Regions from separate parts of the Oryctolagus cuniculus genome. Here region 2 is linked to region 1. A link is a contact called in public Hi-C data. All regions are on one chromosome and are shown on one strand. Each heading gives the region's core, a stretch centred on a gene start, on an enhancer-like site or on the middle of the called end of the contact. The rest is flanking DNA. Distances are from core to core; before and after follow the strand shown.

Evidence for each region. Hi-C and Micro-C count contacts between places; a contact is called where the count stands out from the background.
Region 2: a Hi-C map of skin fibroblasts shows a contact between it and region 1, with 2.0 times the contacts expected there. The contact joins two enhancer-like sites. A contact is called at or near these places in 4 of 6 Hi-C or Micro-C datasets (ear pinna, psoas muscle, skin fibroblasts and 1 more).

What each region holds. Positions count from the first base shown.
Region 1 is chr7:83,833,363-83,840,915 of mOryCun1.1, forward strand. LOC138850618 (a long non-coding RNA gene) reads right to left here. Exons shown (of 2, transcript XR_011390595.1): 2 at 4,346-4,660. Among named protein-coding and RNA genes, the nearest start is that of LMO4, 49 kb to the left of the region's middle. Within about 2 kb of position 3,424, at least 4 of the 8 cell types and tissues checked have an H3K27ac peak or open chromatin away from gene starts, as enhancers often do. A contact at or near this core is called in ear pinna, where this site is marked.
Region 2 is chr7:83,971,152-83,978,704 of mOryCun1.1, forward strand. The region is part of intron 1 of LOC127493424 (a long non-coding RNA gene); the gene reads right to left. Among named protein-coding and RNA genes, the nearest start is that of LMO4, 190 kb to the left of the region's middle. Within about 2 kb of position 3,505, at least 2 of the 8 cell types and tissues checked have an H3K27ac peak or open chromatin away from gene starts, as enhancers often do. A contact at or near this core is called in ear pinna, where this site is marked.

The DNA.
Region 1 (7,553 bases), core at 2,174-4,673:
GCAGCCAGGAAGCATCCCAAAGATGACTCCTGCTCACAGAATGCTCAGGACACCAAGAAGGGAGTGAGCACTCTACTAGGAAACCGCACCCTAGGGTGTTTCTTTTTTATCATCTCATCGTGAAAATCCTAAACAAACTCTGAACTTTCAACTCAAGTAAGCTGAACCCACACAACTACAAGCATACGTGGACACTTTTCCAGTGATTTTCTAGTCAACAGAAAGTTGAAAGTGGTCAGTAAACGTGAACTGCTTACATGCATCTAACATTTTGCTAAACATTGCAGGGATGGAATGGTTGGAGGAATCAGATGAAATAAGGTTCCATGCCTGCCCCTAAGAAGCTTACTCCCCAGGGCCAGCGCTGTGGCATAGCAGGTAATGCTGCCGCCTGCAGTGTTGGTATCCCATATGGGTGCCAGTTCGAGTCCCGGCTGCTCCTCTTCCGATCCAGCTCTCTGCTGTGGCCTGGGAAAGCAGTACAAGATGGCCCAAGTCCTTGGGCCCCTGTGCCCACATGGGAGACCCGGAAGAAGCTCCTGACTCCTGGCTTCGGATCGGCGCAGCTCCAGCCGTTGTGGCCATCTGGGGAGTGAACCAGTGGATGAAAGACCTCTCTCTCTCTCTCTCTCTCTCTCTCTCTCTCTCCCTCTGCTTCACTCTTTGCGTAACTCTGACTTTCAAATAAATAAATAAATAAATAAATCTTAAAAAAAAAAAGAAAAAGAAAAGAAGCTTACTCCCCGATGGAGCCACCTTGGACCAGAGCAGGCCATGGGAACCATGTCATCCACAGTTTTCCCAGTGAGTTCTCAGGAGGCCAGCAAAGAGCCGGCGGGAGGAGTGGCAGTGGTGAGGAGGACAGGTCCTACGAGGCCAAGCAGGAGCTCTGAGTGCCTTGGCCTACTTCTAGAACATCTCTTGCTACACCCGCTCTGTATAACTTCATGTAAGACAGCGTATGTAGAAAACAAAAAAGATTTGTACTCCTATAAAAATGTTTGGACACCCCAGGTACGCAGCAGCACCGTCCCTCGGCTCCGGGAGATCTGCTGAACAGGAAGCACTTTTCTCACAACCATGTTAAGGTCTGGCTGGCTAAGGCACACCTGCTCCTGGAGCCCTCTCCTCCTGACCCCCTGCCCAGCCACTGTTCTACCACCCACCCACCCTTCACTGGCATGAAACAGCTGGGGAAAACCATCACCCAGAGGTCTCATAGGAGGATTCGGAGAAGAGAGATTATTCTCTGGAATTTTTGCTCACTAATCAGCAGTGGGTCAAACAGCACCGCTTTTTGGGGGGTGGGCCAGATGGAGAAGTGGAAGGAGAGGGATGCTGGCACAGCTGAGACTGTGCACCACGCATGGCGTTAGGGGCTTGGCATGTGAAGGTGGGTGAGAAGGCAGCTCGGAGAGGAAAAGGAAGGCTGCGGGGGCGGGGGGCGGGGTGGAGCAGGGCGAAGCGTATGCGAGAGATTCGGAGGTGAGGCCAGCCAGGCCGTTTCTTCCCTGGCCTTTGTGTCGCACGTTTGAGGCCCCGAAGCCACTGACTCCACATTTGCTCAGAAATTCATAACCAGGCGCTTTACAACAGGTTGCTCTCTATGCAAATACAGGTATTCCAGTAGTAAACGCGAATTGGGAGTTACTGTGCGGTAGGCACTGCGTCTGCGGTCAGGCAGAACAGGGGCGGCTTGGGTTGGCTCCGGCTGGCGTCCCTACAATCCAGTATCCTGTGGACCTCCAGTTGCTTGCTGAGGGTGGGAGGAACTGGTTTTCTGCTGATATAATTCATACGTGTCTTTTTGGGTATTCAAAACTGGAGAATTATTTCATGCACTGAAACATTTTAACTTAATTAGAATTGCCTTCCATCTCACTTATTTCACTCTCATAACTGAATAGTGTTTCTTTCAAAGCAGAGAGATAACTTATCTTGATAGAGTTGTTAAAATCTTGTTCGGATTTTGCTTAAAAATCTAATTTCTTAGACTTTCAGGCTGACAGAATGCGGGCCATGTTTCATTCTTGTTGTCGCTTACGATTCTCTAAATCAGACACTGCTTAGGGAACCAGGCCTCAGGATTCTAGTCTAGATAACAGCATAGTTCTTCAGAATACAGCCAGGGGACCGGCGCCATTGGTTTCGGGTTTTCAGCTGCCGATAGCTGCTAGTTTCGGTAGGTGGTGGCAAGGCTCCATTTGCACCCTGCAACCCAGCAACACTCGCCAACTAGGATACTTTTTGTCTCTCTGAAGCTCACTGTCTGCTCATGCAGTTACATCAGGCTGGTGTGTAGAAACCTGAGTTACTGGAGTCACATTGGTCACTTCTTTCCGAGGTGTTCGGCAGCCTTAAACATGGACCCCCAGGTAGCTGCCCTGATGGGCCAGCTCTTCATATGGCTTCTATTGTGCCAATTGTTCTCATGCACTTAATCCTCATGAGAATGCTAAGAAAATAGGTAATATGATTATACCCATTTTACAGATGAACAAATTGAGGCTTAGAGAGATTATATAACTTGCCTAGGGGCAAACTAACTGGAAAGCAAAAGCCAGTTTGACCCAGAATGTGTGATTTCACAGCCTGTGCTCTGACAGTGCACTGAGTCCTCTGGCAAACACACTGCGTTTATATTCATGGCTTAGAGTTTCTGCCAAAATGGCTATTTCAATGTTTAGTGATTTATGTTTAATTTACTTGAAAGCAGTGTAATAGAGAAAGAGACGTAGAGAAAGAGATCTTCCTTTTGCTGGTTTACTCCCCAAGTGCCCACAACGGCCAAGGCTGAGCCAGGCCAAAGCCAGGAGCCAGGAACTCCATCCAGGTCTCCCACATGAGTGGCAAAGACCCAAGACTTTGAGTCATCATCTGCTGCCTTCCAGGGTGTGCACCAGCAGGAAGCTGGATCAGAAATGGAGCTGAGACTTGAATCCCAGCACCCCATAATGGGATGCAGGCATCCCAAGCCATGACTTAACCATCATGCCAAAACGGCTGTTTTCAACTTGAGATGTACAAGGTCAAACGTCCTGAATTTGTGTTACTAATGCTTAATTTTCCCAAGGTAGCACTGTGTGTGCTATAGGAAGAGCATGGAACTAAGAGGCCTAGTCTGTGCTTAGGAAACACTTGTGGAATCAAGAAAGCACAGCTCACTGGGTACTTTAACAAAAAAAAAAAAAGGATTTGATTGATTTATTTGAAAGGCAGAGTTATAGAGAGGAGGAGAGACAGGGCTCTCCCATCCACTGGTTCACTCCCCCAGATGGCCACAAAGGCCAGGGCTGAGCCAGGCCGAAGCCAGGAACTTCATCTGGGTCTCCCATGTGTGCACAGAGGCCACTTTGGCTATCTCTACAGCTCTTCCCAGGCCATTAGCAGGGAGCTGGATTGGAAGTGGGGCAACAGGGACTCAAATCAGCATGCATATAGGCTGCCGGCTTTGTAGGAGGTGGGTTTACCCACTATTCCACAATGCCGACTCCTATCATTTGGGTACTTTCTCCTGGGTATTCAAGGGGACATTTTAGTTAATGACCCCACAGTTTATGCCACATCACAAGGGCTGTAAAACATTGCAGTGTAAGCACCCAAAACCACCATCACCGTTTACTGAAAATCTACTTAACTTGCTTCACATGATAGACATCGGGGAGCAAGGATTATGGGGAAGACTTTTCGCTCAAAGCAGCCTCTGCCTCTAACTGCTATTTTGTTCAACTTGTCTTCCCTTCTAACTTTGTCCCAGAAAAAATCCCTAGGGAAATGGAATTAAGCTGTTTCCCAGATTTACTTTTCAAAATTAGGCCTGGGCTGGCCTTCAACACAGCAAACACATTCTGTGTAGTCACAGGGGACGCCTGCATTGAATTCCTGGACCAGCTACGAAGCTTTGGGGGCCAGGCAGGCTGAACAAGCTCAAGAAAAACGCAGAGGTGGGCGTTTTGTGCCGTCGCCCACCACGCGGCTCTGTCCTTTCCTTTGCTCTCGCCCTTCCCTGCTCTTGGGAACCCTGTCTGTCTGTAGCCTGTGCTTGGATCTGGGGCTGGGGAGCTGGCAGCGGCGGTAACTAAAGCAGGCCACAGCGTCCCACGGGCGCCCGGGGACCATCAGCAGAGTGAGTGCAATGGTCCTCCTTCTCGGAGCTGGGGGGCGGCGTGGGGTTTCTGACACTGGCTGCTGCCTGCTGTGGTGACTCATCGGAGCAGAGGGCCCATCTGTAAAAGCTAGACATCGTCAAGGACTTGGCTTCATCATTTGCTTGGGAACGAAGAAATTCAATTTTAAATCTGCATATTCATCATTCTGGGAGAAATAAACACAGTGTGAAACTAACTAAAATATTTAATAGTCAACATTTAATAATTCCCCAATCATATGTGGGACAAGATTTCATTCTAAGGAATTGTAGCTCTCATACATATGTAATTATACAGGCAGGATTCGAGAAAGCTCTCTTTCTTTCCCATAATAGGTTTTCTTTCATTCTGTGTGGGTTTTCAACAGATTGCCCCCAAGAGGAAAATCCTGCCCACAATGTCCTTCCCTCGCAGGGCTGAGGTCATGGTGTTTTAAGCATCACTGGAATTTCCTTTGCATCCAAGCCTTTCTTATCTTCTCATCCTTTAAGTCGTGTTTTCCTTGCATTCTCCTGAAAAACAAGCAATGAGAAAACAACAACAAAATCTGAAAAGAAGATGCAGAACGTCTGTGCGAATTCCGGTCCTGTCGCAGTGAGAGCCACTTCAGCAGGAAGCCCTCGTCAGTGGCCAGCTCTCCTTGTCTCTTAGCCACAAGGAGATGGCTTCGGCCCTGGGAGAATGTAATCTACTGGTTCCAATAGTTGGGTGCAGGGAGGACATTTTAGGAGTCGAAATACTAGTGATAGATTTCGCCAATAAAATTGTGGATTTCACCAAGTCTTCTTAAAATGTTTAGAATGGGGTTGATGTAGAAGCAGGGATGTGGAACCTTTTTTCGGCCAAGGGCCATTTGGATATTTATAGCATCAGTCGTGGGCTGTACAAATTGATCAGCTTAGAAATCAGCCTGCTAGGGGCTGGCGTTGTGGTGTAGGTAGGTACCGGTTCACATCCCAGCTGCTCCATTTCTGATCCAGCTCTCCATTTAGTGTCCTGGGAAAAGCAGCCAAAGATGGCCCATGTGCTTAGATCCCAGGACCCACATGGGAGACCCAGAAGAATGCTATGGCTCCTGGCTTCAGCCTGGCCCAGCTGTGGCCATTGTGACCCTCTGGGGAGTGAACCAACACATAGTGCATCTCTCTCTCGCTCTCTCGCTCTTGCTCTCGCTCTCACCCTCTCTCTATAACTCTTTCAAATAAATAAATGACCCTTTCTTTAAAAAAAAAAATGATCCTGCCTTAGAGTCCTTGAGTTCTGCGTGCCTCCTGTGGTTGCCTTGGCAGGGCCAGGTCAGGTGATTTTGCTGGCCCCATCCGACCCACAGGCCCGACATTCCCCACTCCATATGTGGAGGGTGTGCCTGGAGCTAGCCTTTACAGAGTATCCACAAGTGCCATTATTTCCTACCACACAAGAAATTAACAAAATCTTAACCAATCCCTCTTGCAAAGACATTATTCAGTGATAACAAGTCCCAGTATGAAGAATCCAGGTTTCCTTCTGTCTGATCATATGGCCGTTTTCCCAACTGTTTCACACCTGCTAATGGAGTGTGACAAGCAAATCGCATTTGGCTGAGTACATGGCCCCACACGAAATGACTCCACAACGATGAAGCTTCTAAGCATCGGCCCCCTAATCTACCACTGCTTTGGGGCTTGGTGCCTTCCCTGTCATGAGCGATTTCAGTGCCCTGATCAGGGCAGACTTGACAGATTCTTTATCAATGTCAAATGTTTTTTGTGGTTAAGTCCAGTAACGCTAAAACAAAAGGCCTCCTAGATATTAGATATATGGGGGCATTACGGAATTCTCTTGCAGGCAATATTTTTTGGTCAACCTATGAAAAAGAAAAATGGAGTGAACGCTGAAGCGAAAGGAAGATGCCACAGAAGTCCTGGCAGTTGTTTTCATGGAAGTCAGACAACGTGAATGGCATGGGCCCATCGTTCGTCCCTCCTGTGTTCATGTTAAACTAGAACAAAGAGAAATGGCCAGCAAAGAAAGCAATGACCTAGGGGGAGGCGACTAAGTCTCAACAGACTTTTGATTTCAGGAAACAAGGTAGCATTGCTGAAAAGCACAGAGCCCCTTCCCCAGCTCACAGGCATACTCGCGTGTGTGCATCCACCCTACTGATTAAAATCATACATTTTCCTCATGGGTTTTTTCTTTTGACTTGTGAGGTTAATCTCATAGGCCTTGCTGACTTTGTCAACTCTCCCAGTATCTAATAGTGATGCAAAATGCCTTAGAAAAAGTACAATCCAAGCCTCTCTGAGCAAAATTCAGTCTCTGATGAAAGATGCTAAGCTTTCCTTTGGGGAACAGACTTCACAGTGCCATCAAGGTACATGCTAGCCCTGGCAACCTCATGATGGAGAGAGGTCTCTCTTTTGAATTCAAAACAATGCCTATCCCACAAGCAAATTCTTTTTTTTTTTTTTTTTTTTTTTTTTGGACAGGCAGAGTTAGAGAGAGAGAGAGAGACAGACAGAAAGGTCTTCCTTTGCCATTGGTTCACCCCCCAAGTGGCCACTATGGCCGGCGCGCTGCGCCAATCCAATGCCAGGAGCCAGGTGCCTCCTCCTCATCTCCCATGCGGGTGCAGGGCCCAAGCACTTGGGCCATCCTCCACTGCCTTCCCGGGCCACAGCAGAGAGCTGCACTGGAAGAGGAGCAACCAGGACAGAATCTGGCGTTCCAACCGGGACTAGAACCCAGGGTGCCGGCGCCGCAGGTGAAGTATTAGCCAAGTGAGCCACGGTGCCGGCCCGCAAGCAAATTCTTAAAAACTCCTCATATGTGCACCCATGAGGTCAAAATGCGTTCATGAGAAAGATGCCAGTCTCTGCCCTCCCATCCAAAATAAATGGATTATCCCAACCATTTGCTGAATCTGACCTGGGCTACCCCGATATTTCAGAATGGTCGTTGTCCAGATGGCATGGCACACAAGAAGCTTCGTGACCTTTTAAGAACTCAAAGGCCAAAACTCATCAAACTCATCAAAGCTGCAAAGGGACAGCAGGAAACAAGTCCTCTGAATGTTGGGTGCTAAACTGGAATTGGTATGTGTTGCACTGCCAAAGTGGTGAATTAATATGGACGAACAAGCTGTAGTCCTACACATCCTGAGTCATCAGCCATCGGTTCCTCTCCCATACAGCCGAAGGCCGAAGCTATTTCAACGTTTTATCTGATTTTTTTCTTTTTTGTACTAATTTAGAAAGTTGGTACTTTAATGTAATTGAACTCACTGAAGCTAAAAATGTCCAGACCTTTTTAATAAGGTACCTTTCAGTATTAAACTTTGGGGTCTGTTTTCCTCCTAAGCAGGCACTTAACTCCCATTAGCACTAATGGCAGTTGTGCACAAACATTGAGCAGGAAATATAT
Region 2 (7,553 bases), core at 2,255-4,754, 140 kb after region 1:
GCCTGATCCATTCAGCAAAGCAGAGAGCGACTTAGAAAACAGGTGTTCCATGGCAGGTACCAGCCCCCCGGTACTGACTATTCATGCTAACAATTTTACAAACAAGTGAGTTTCTTATACATTCATCGCCACCCCCAGGCATTCATATTCTTTTTAAGTACAGAAACCTTAATTAGATTTTGACCACAGACCCGGATTTGACTTACCCTGACAGGGTTTCCATTAGTGTAATCTGTGGGGGAATTCACTGTTTTAACATCTGTGTGCCTGAGGCCTATCTCACATTTACTGCAAAACTCTGAAAAGCCTCTCTTGTACGGCTGGATGTTTCCTCATGCTCCCAATTTCACAGAAGTCATTTCAGCACCAAACGGTAATTAGCAAAGGGATGGGCCTCAGCTGACATGAATGCAATTTATTGTTTTCCACGAGGCCCTGAACCAAGCAAACAAAGAACACAGTCGAGCTGTCTGGCATTTTATTAACTTGTATTGTGCAGTGTACCTTACTGAAGGGAGATCTTCGAGAGAAATGCAGCCGTTTGTTGTGTGGCAACACGCAGACTTTGGAAGAATATTAATTTCAGTTCAATTAGGCAAGTTTTGTGGTACCTCGGCCTGTAATACAGGACAGCCACTTTTATAATTATCTTCCGTATTAACTTTATCATCACCAGACTTTTGCATAAATGCAACCTTTCATCTTTAAAATGCCAACACTTCTTCAATTTTGGCAACCGTACAGCACAGCTAATTATTTGCTCATTATGTGTGGTTAACTGATGAATCATTAATAAATGAATGAATGGCTAATATATTTTTACGGTAATTGGAGATATAACTGATTGCAGACTTCCTTAGCTTCTCCAAACGGCGCTGAATGAGCAGTGGCTGCCTAATTGTTTACAGATGATATTTATGCCCCCACCCAGTGTTTCCCACACTTGTGGTTGATCACTGGCAAATTCTCATCAGTCCAGGGTGGCAGCTCGCCGAGCACCAGTCTGGGCAGAGGGGAGTGGGCGGCAGCCTGACCACGCTCCCTTTATTGCGTTTCTGTCACCTCATTTGTTTCAGCTCAGCTGACACGTAGCCATGTATGGGCCTCATGACCATTTGCTAGCAATTGGAAGACTGCTTGTGGACTGTATTTGCCTAAGCGTTGGCAGGGCCACGGCTGTGACACTGCTGCGGTTAGCCCTCATCAGAAACATAGAAAGACTCAGATGCTGACACACAAACACTCGCACCGGCCAGCTGCCACTTGTCTTGTTTGGCACATGCAGGGCAGTGGCCACCCAGCCTGGTGTCTCTGTGGTTGAGAAGCTAAAGGAGACCCTTTGCAAAGTTTGGGCAAGAAGCCTGAAGTTCAGTGTGCACCATTGACAAAGGCCCAGAAAATTAAAGCAACCAGAGATCCTGTGACTGCCTTCCCTGACTCCCCACTCTCCACGGCTGGTTCAGGGGTTTGGAGAGGAACTGCCAGGTTACAAAAATCAGATCGATCAGACGGCAAATCAGTCAGCACCTATAGGTTAAAAACAAAGAGTCTGTATTTGTTGACAATTCTTGTGAAAATGAAAGATAGAACTCTGGCCAAATCCAGCTTGTGTAGCTTCATACCAACAGACAGAAGATCAAGTTAAAAATGCAGAGGAGATTACCAATTCTTAATTATAATTATTTAACCAGGTGGGTAGTTTCTCCTAATGAACATTTCCATGAAAACAGAATAACTAATGACAGCCTTAAAGAAGCCTTTGTCTTTCCATGTACTAATGATCACATCTATAAATATGCAGCAAGGCCCCCGTGTACATTGCTAATGATAAGTAATTAAGCACCAGGCGTGGGAAGCCAGTGAAAAGGGTCATGTTAATGCAAGAGAGGAAATTAAAAATGCAATAAAATAAGTTGCCTAGAAAAGATTAAATAAACTTCTGGCTTCTCCTCCTTCCAGAAGGAAAAAGAACCGTTTCCCCGTTCTCACATGAAAACCTCGTCGGGTCATTCAACAGCTGGTTATAAAGTCAGACAGTACAAGCCACGCGCTTGTTCTCTGCCCCCATCTCGGCGGCACCCCGTAGGACTGCAGGCGAAGGGTGTGGCTCAAAGCAAAGGGTACTTTGGGTTACTAGAAAAGAAGGGCCCCTTAGAAAAAGGAAGCAGTCGGCCATCAAAGCCGGGTGCCTGCCTGGGCCAGGGAAGCTGGACTTTGGTATTGCCAGGGTACCACTTGTTTATAAGGCCCCGTTGACCTGCCTGAGTTTTTTTCTCAGCTTCTGGGTGAACAGAAAAAACAAGACAGACGCGTTTTCCCATAGAATGAAACAACGTCCCTCCTCCTTGGCGACGTCGGCTTCCCCGCTGGGACCGCAAGCTCCTGGGCGTGAGCCTGGGACTGGGACTCTGTACGCCTTGGCACCTGGGCTGGCACAATGCCGCTGAACACGGTAACCAACACTCAAGGCGCGTCCGTTTGTCATCAGCCCCTTCAACACCATTCCCAATCACAGCAGCCACGCCCCCATCTCCCAAACCCTACACCGCAGCCACTTGCTCTCATTCAGGTCCCAAGGAAGGTCCAGATTCTTTCTCGAGGATGTATCATCACCAAAAGGAACAGAAAAGTGAGGCTGTGAGGAAAAAGACTGGTCTTTGGAAAACAAAAACCAACCACCTCGCGCAGTTGGCTGCGAGCCTGGCGTTCAGGGAGTGAACAGGCGTCCCAGCGTTTCCTCTGAGCCTGCAAGACGCACGCAACGACTGCGCCGCCCTGGAGGCGGACGCTCTTCGCTGGGGACGATTTCGATTCTTTTTCAGAAGTGTCTTCGTCGAGCTCTCAAACCACTTACTATGTTTTCTCTCCTACGTCTGGCACTCGCTGATCTATTTGCAGCCTCTCTCTCAAGGCCCGACCAGTCCCCATCTCTCAGTAGGTGAAGCTCACTTCCCACAAGTCCTGTTTTTTGGTGTATTTTTTTTCTTTATTTTTTTCCTTTCTTTCTAAACGATTTCCCCTCCTTTTTTTTTTTTTTTTTTTTTTTTTTTTTTTTTTTTTTTTCTCTCTCCCTTAAGCTAAGTTCTACGAGACAGGTCGGGGCTTGGCTGCTTCCGCCTGGGTTCAAGACTCCTTCTGAATTCAAATGAATCACTTCCTTTCACATACACTCTTCCACAAGGCCACACTTCTTTTGTTATCACCCTGTTGTCATCGCAGGCCTGCGCGGCTCTCATAAAGGCAATTTAGTACCTGACATTCGAGCCACGCGTGCGCCGCGGCCCAGATTTGCCTCCCAAGCCCGCGGCCTGCGGGGAGGCGGCGGCGGCCCCGGGGACACCTGAGGTGCCTCCTGCGTCAACCCGGCAGGCGGGGCGCGCCGGCTGCGGAGCCGCCCTGCCCTCGCGGCGGCGGCAGCGGCGCCACTCGGCGGGCTTACCCTGACCCCCAGCGGCCGCCGCCGTCACCCGGGCCGCGCCGCGGGCCCCGGACGTCCTCCCCGCCACACACAAGGGACCGCGGGGGCACCGTTCGCTGTCGTGGACAATGAAGAACGAACTTGGGTTCTCAGCCCCCGAGGGACATTTCGCAACTGCAAGTTTCACAACTCAGTGCCCTGGGAAGCCAGACCGACAGTTTCCCCGAGCTTTCGCGCCACACCTCGCGCCATTTGCGGTGGAACCTCCCCCTCTCCGGTTTCTCCGCCTGGGGTGGGCGGGGGTCCCCGCCGGGTCCGGCCCGGTGCTGCCGACTCAGCACTTTCTCAACCGTGCAGCGTGGCGCCCCCAGCCCGGGGGCGAGGAGGCTCCCGCCGGCCTCTGCGCACCCGCCTGCCTGCCCCAGCTGTTTCATGGTGTCAGCCAGCGGAGTCCTACAACCCGAAGGCAAGCCTCCGTGTCTGCGAAGGGCGATGGAGGTAGCGAGCAAGCCTGACCCGGGTGGGAGCCTTGCGCGGCCAGCAGCAGCTCCAACACAGGACGCCCAGTTATGCAGAGACATGGCTGCTACAAGCATGTCCCAAATGTGGCGTGAGGCGTGTTTATACCGAGAAGTACGGTTGGCCTATCAGAAATTCAGATTGAACTCGAGGACCCCTATTTCATCTGAGACCCTTCCTCGCTGAGAAAAGAGGGGTTCTGTCTGAGGATTTCACAGCTCAGCTTCTGACCAGCTCCACCGACAGTTTGAGGCATCTGAGTTGGACAAGGATTTCTTTAACGCACAATGGCCTGAATTTGGCTTTTGGGCAGCCTGTCGAGGGTGGGGGGATTGGGGGAGGTAGATCAACCTCCTTGACCTTAGCCTGCTTCTCAGCCCAGTTCCCCTTTCTCCCTCCCTGCCCTGAAGGGGACTTTACCCACAGCCAATCTTCCCAAAGTGCCTCCCTGTGTCCTCGCTCACAGATGTTAAACCAAAGGTCAAAACCAAGGTGACGACTTTTAGGGGTAACAGATTAAACTGCAGCTGGCTCTTCAAGGGCTAGGGGTGGCTACCTCTGAACTCCCGTTTGTACCCAATGAAATGTAAAAAGGGTCAGAAAATCAAGTTTTGAATGACTATTATCTTCCACTTGCAAAAGGAGGGCTATTGCCTTGGGAATACAGTCTGTATCTGTTACCCACAGCTCTGAAAACCACCTCTGCAAGCTTGTCAGTTAGACCAAATGTTAAATGGAAAATATTTGGCGGGATTTAAAATTAGACCCGTGCACATTACTTACAGATGTTTCCATGCAAAACACTTGAAACTGAACCACATCAAGTCATAAACCCCACAATGGTGTATTTTTTTATACCCTAAGTTAATTTTTATTATATAAGTAGCCATATGAAGAAGGTATTGCATACTGCTTAAATTAAATACGGAGGAATGAAACCAGCAGTATCCCTTTACAGCATATGGAACCAGCAAATCAAATTACAAAGCTTTCCACATCTCATTAACTGCAATGAGTACAGTGAGTTTTCTAATAAGTCACATCTTTTTCATGTGAGTGGTGAGCAGTGACTTATTGTACGAATTCACGGGATGACCCTTGTGCTGAAATTAAGAACTAATCTAAAATGGGCAGGGTCATCTGGTCAAGCCTGATCATAACATTTCCTCATTATTGTTTTAGTTGGCATTGAAGCATATGTTTTCCTGGTGCCCCAGCAGAAAAATGCCTTTGATAATTTCACTGACAGCAAATAACCCACACACTGCCATTTAATGAGTTCGGGCAGGATTAGCTGACAATAAAGAATATAGTATAAATGTTTTTATTAGAACGGATTTATTTTTTAGCTGAAAAAAAGAGAGAGAGAGAAGTCACATGGAAATGCTGAGGCGACTTCTAACCCTGCGATAGCCCTGTTTGTGGCGCAAGTGAAAAAGCAGAAAAAGGAGCCCAGAGCCCAAGAGCCAGAGCCAGGGCTGCCCGAGCTGGTGCTTCGGGCTGCAAATGGTGAAAGGCAAATAGCAGCTGGAACCCACACTCAGACGGCTGGTTCCTCCTTTGCACAACAAGAACAAAATACTTCTACAATTGCTCATCATGTGGCCTTTGGTTGAGATGAATTACCAATTTACACCCTCTTGTGTTTGGAGAGAAGCAAACTGTGCTCTTTTGAGGCGAGAATCAGGAACCTAAAATCATTCAAAACTTCTTGTTTGTGAGGCCAGAGTGAGGCCAAAAATCCATTTCCCTCTGTGCTCTAAGCCCTTTCAATGGGGAGTTTCTCACCATCTGCACTAATAAGTATGGACTGGTGTGCGTATAACATACGAGGAGGGGAAGGGAAGAGGGAAAGGATTTTAAATGGTTGCAAATTGCTCTCCTGCTGAGATAACAGCGGTTTGCATGGGAGCCTCAGTTGTCACACATTAAGAATGGGCATTTGGCTGCTTTTCACGCAGCTGTGAGAGAAGGGCTATGTTTCAGAACTACCAGCGAGGAATGGGCTCCGGAGTACTGGCTGAAGGAGATGGGCTTTCCAGCGGCATCCTGCCCGGAGCTCCAGCAGGACAGGCGACAGGAGAAGCAGGCCAGCCCCTGAGGCTGGGAGCAAAGGCCTCACTGAAGCCCTAGGATGGAGACACGCAGGCCATAAGCGCCAAGGTCCAGAGTTGGAGGCAAAGCCAGGTCAGTGCAGCCCACTGTGCAATCAAGTTACCCTTGAGGTCAAGGTGAATTTCCTGAGGACCTGGAGGCCTAAGACTGGCCCCTAGGCACAGTGGTCATGGGGAAAACTCCTTCTTGGGAAGAATGCAAAAGCCAGCAGTGAGAAAAGCACAAGATGAGAGCCAAGTGCCTGGGAGTTGGCAGAGCCGAAGGAGACCCAGAGGGCTCCTCCCAGACAGAAGGAAGTGACTCCCTTTCTCTAACCTGATGCGTAACTGTGGGTGCTTTGGAGAGACTGCCCGGTGAGACAGGAACACGTGTGGCAGCCTCAGTGGGTGTGGCATGGCCAGGACATCAGCAAATGCACTTGGGGCATCACTGAGGACTGTGAGAGACTTCTGGCCAAAAGCTCTCCAGTTACATCCTCCAGCATCTGGCACAGCTCAGAGATGGGAGTGCAGAGCCCAAGTCACCCACCTCCCGCTCCAATGCTCAGAACACAGTGGAAGTGGGGTATGGCTGGGAAGCACGGGGAGTCAGAAGCCTGGAGTCCAAGGGGGCAGGTGAGGAACCCAGCAAAGTGTCAGCTCCCGGGCCCAAGCAAGAAAGGAGCATCAGGCTGGGAAGTTGGAGGCCAGGAAAGAGCCCCAGGGAGAGGTGACTGATGAAGCAGCTGTGGCTGAGCCCACCAACGAGAAGGCCTTGTTGTAGGTGCCGAATCTTCGGGAACACCCACAGCAGGGATGGGGTGGAGGAGCCATTAAACACATAACTGATGCCCGGTGAGAAGGGATTGCCAGTTCCCACCGCAAGCAACTGTTCAGGAAAATTATACATGGTTCACCCATCATGTTGTTTTCAGTCTTCAAAATGAAGCCCGTGTTAAAGCCTTTCTCACCTAATTTCACCCTTCAGTAGTCAGTGAGCCTGCCAAGCCCACGCAGACCCTGGCTCCCTAACTGGAACCTAGACAAGGACCATCCTTAGCATTGCTAGGTAACAACAACAAACTAATATTTGCACAACCTCACAGTTTACACAGTGCTGTCATAACTTTTCTCACTTGCCCTTCATTACGAGGCTGTGAAGAAGGTAACTTACCCATCACCAGGGAGTGAGAAGAGACAGAACTCAGAGCTAAGGCTTCAGATCGCAAGCCCGGTATACCTTGGGTGACAGCAAATAACCTTCCTGTACTTGTCAGATCACACCGTGCCCCGGCAGGCTGCGGGAACCTCCAGCAAAGGCCATCCATCTCTACACCAAAGTGCGTGCGGCCCGCTTCCCTGACGGCTGTCCACACGGGAGCGTGGCCAGGATCCTGTTCTTAACACAGATGACTTCTAGCACCCTCCTGATCGCTGCGCCCTGACTGTGTTTGGCATTAAAAGCCATGGTTGGTTTTTTGGCAAAAGGAGAAATCGTGCACAGACTTGACTGAGAGCAGCAA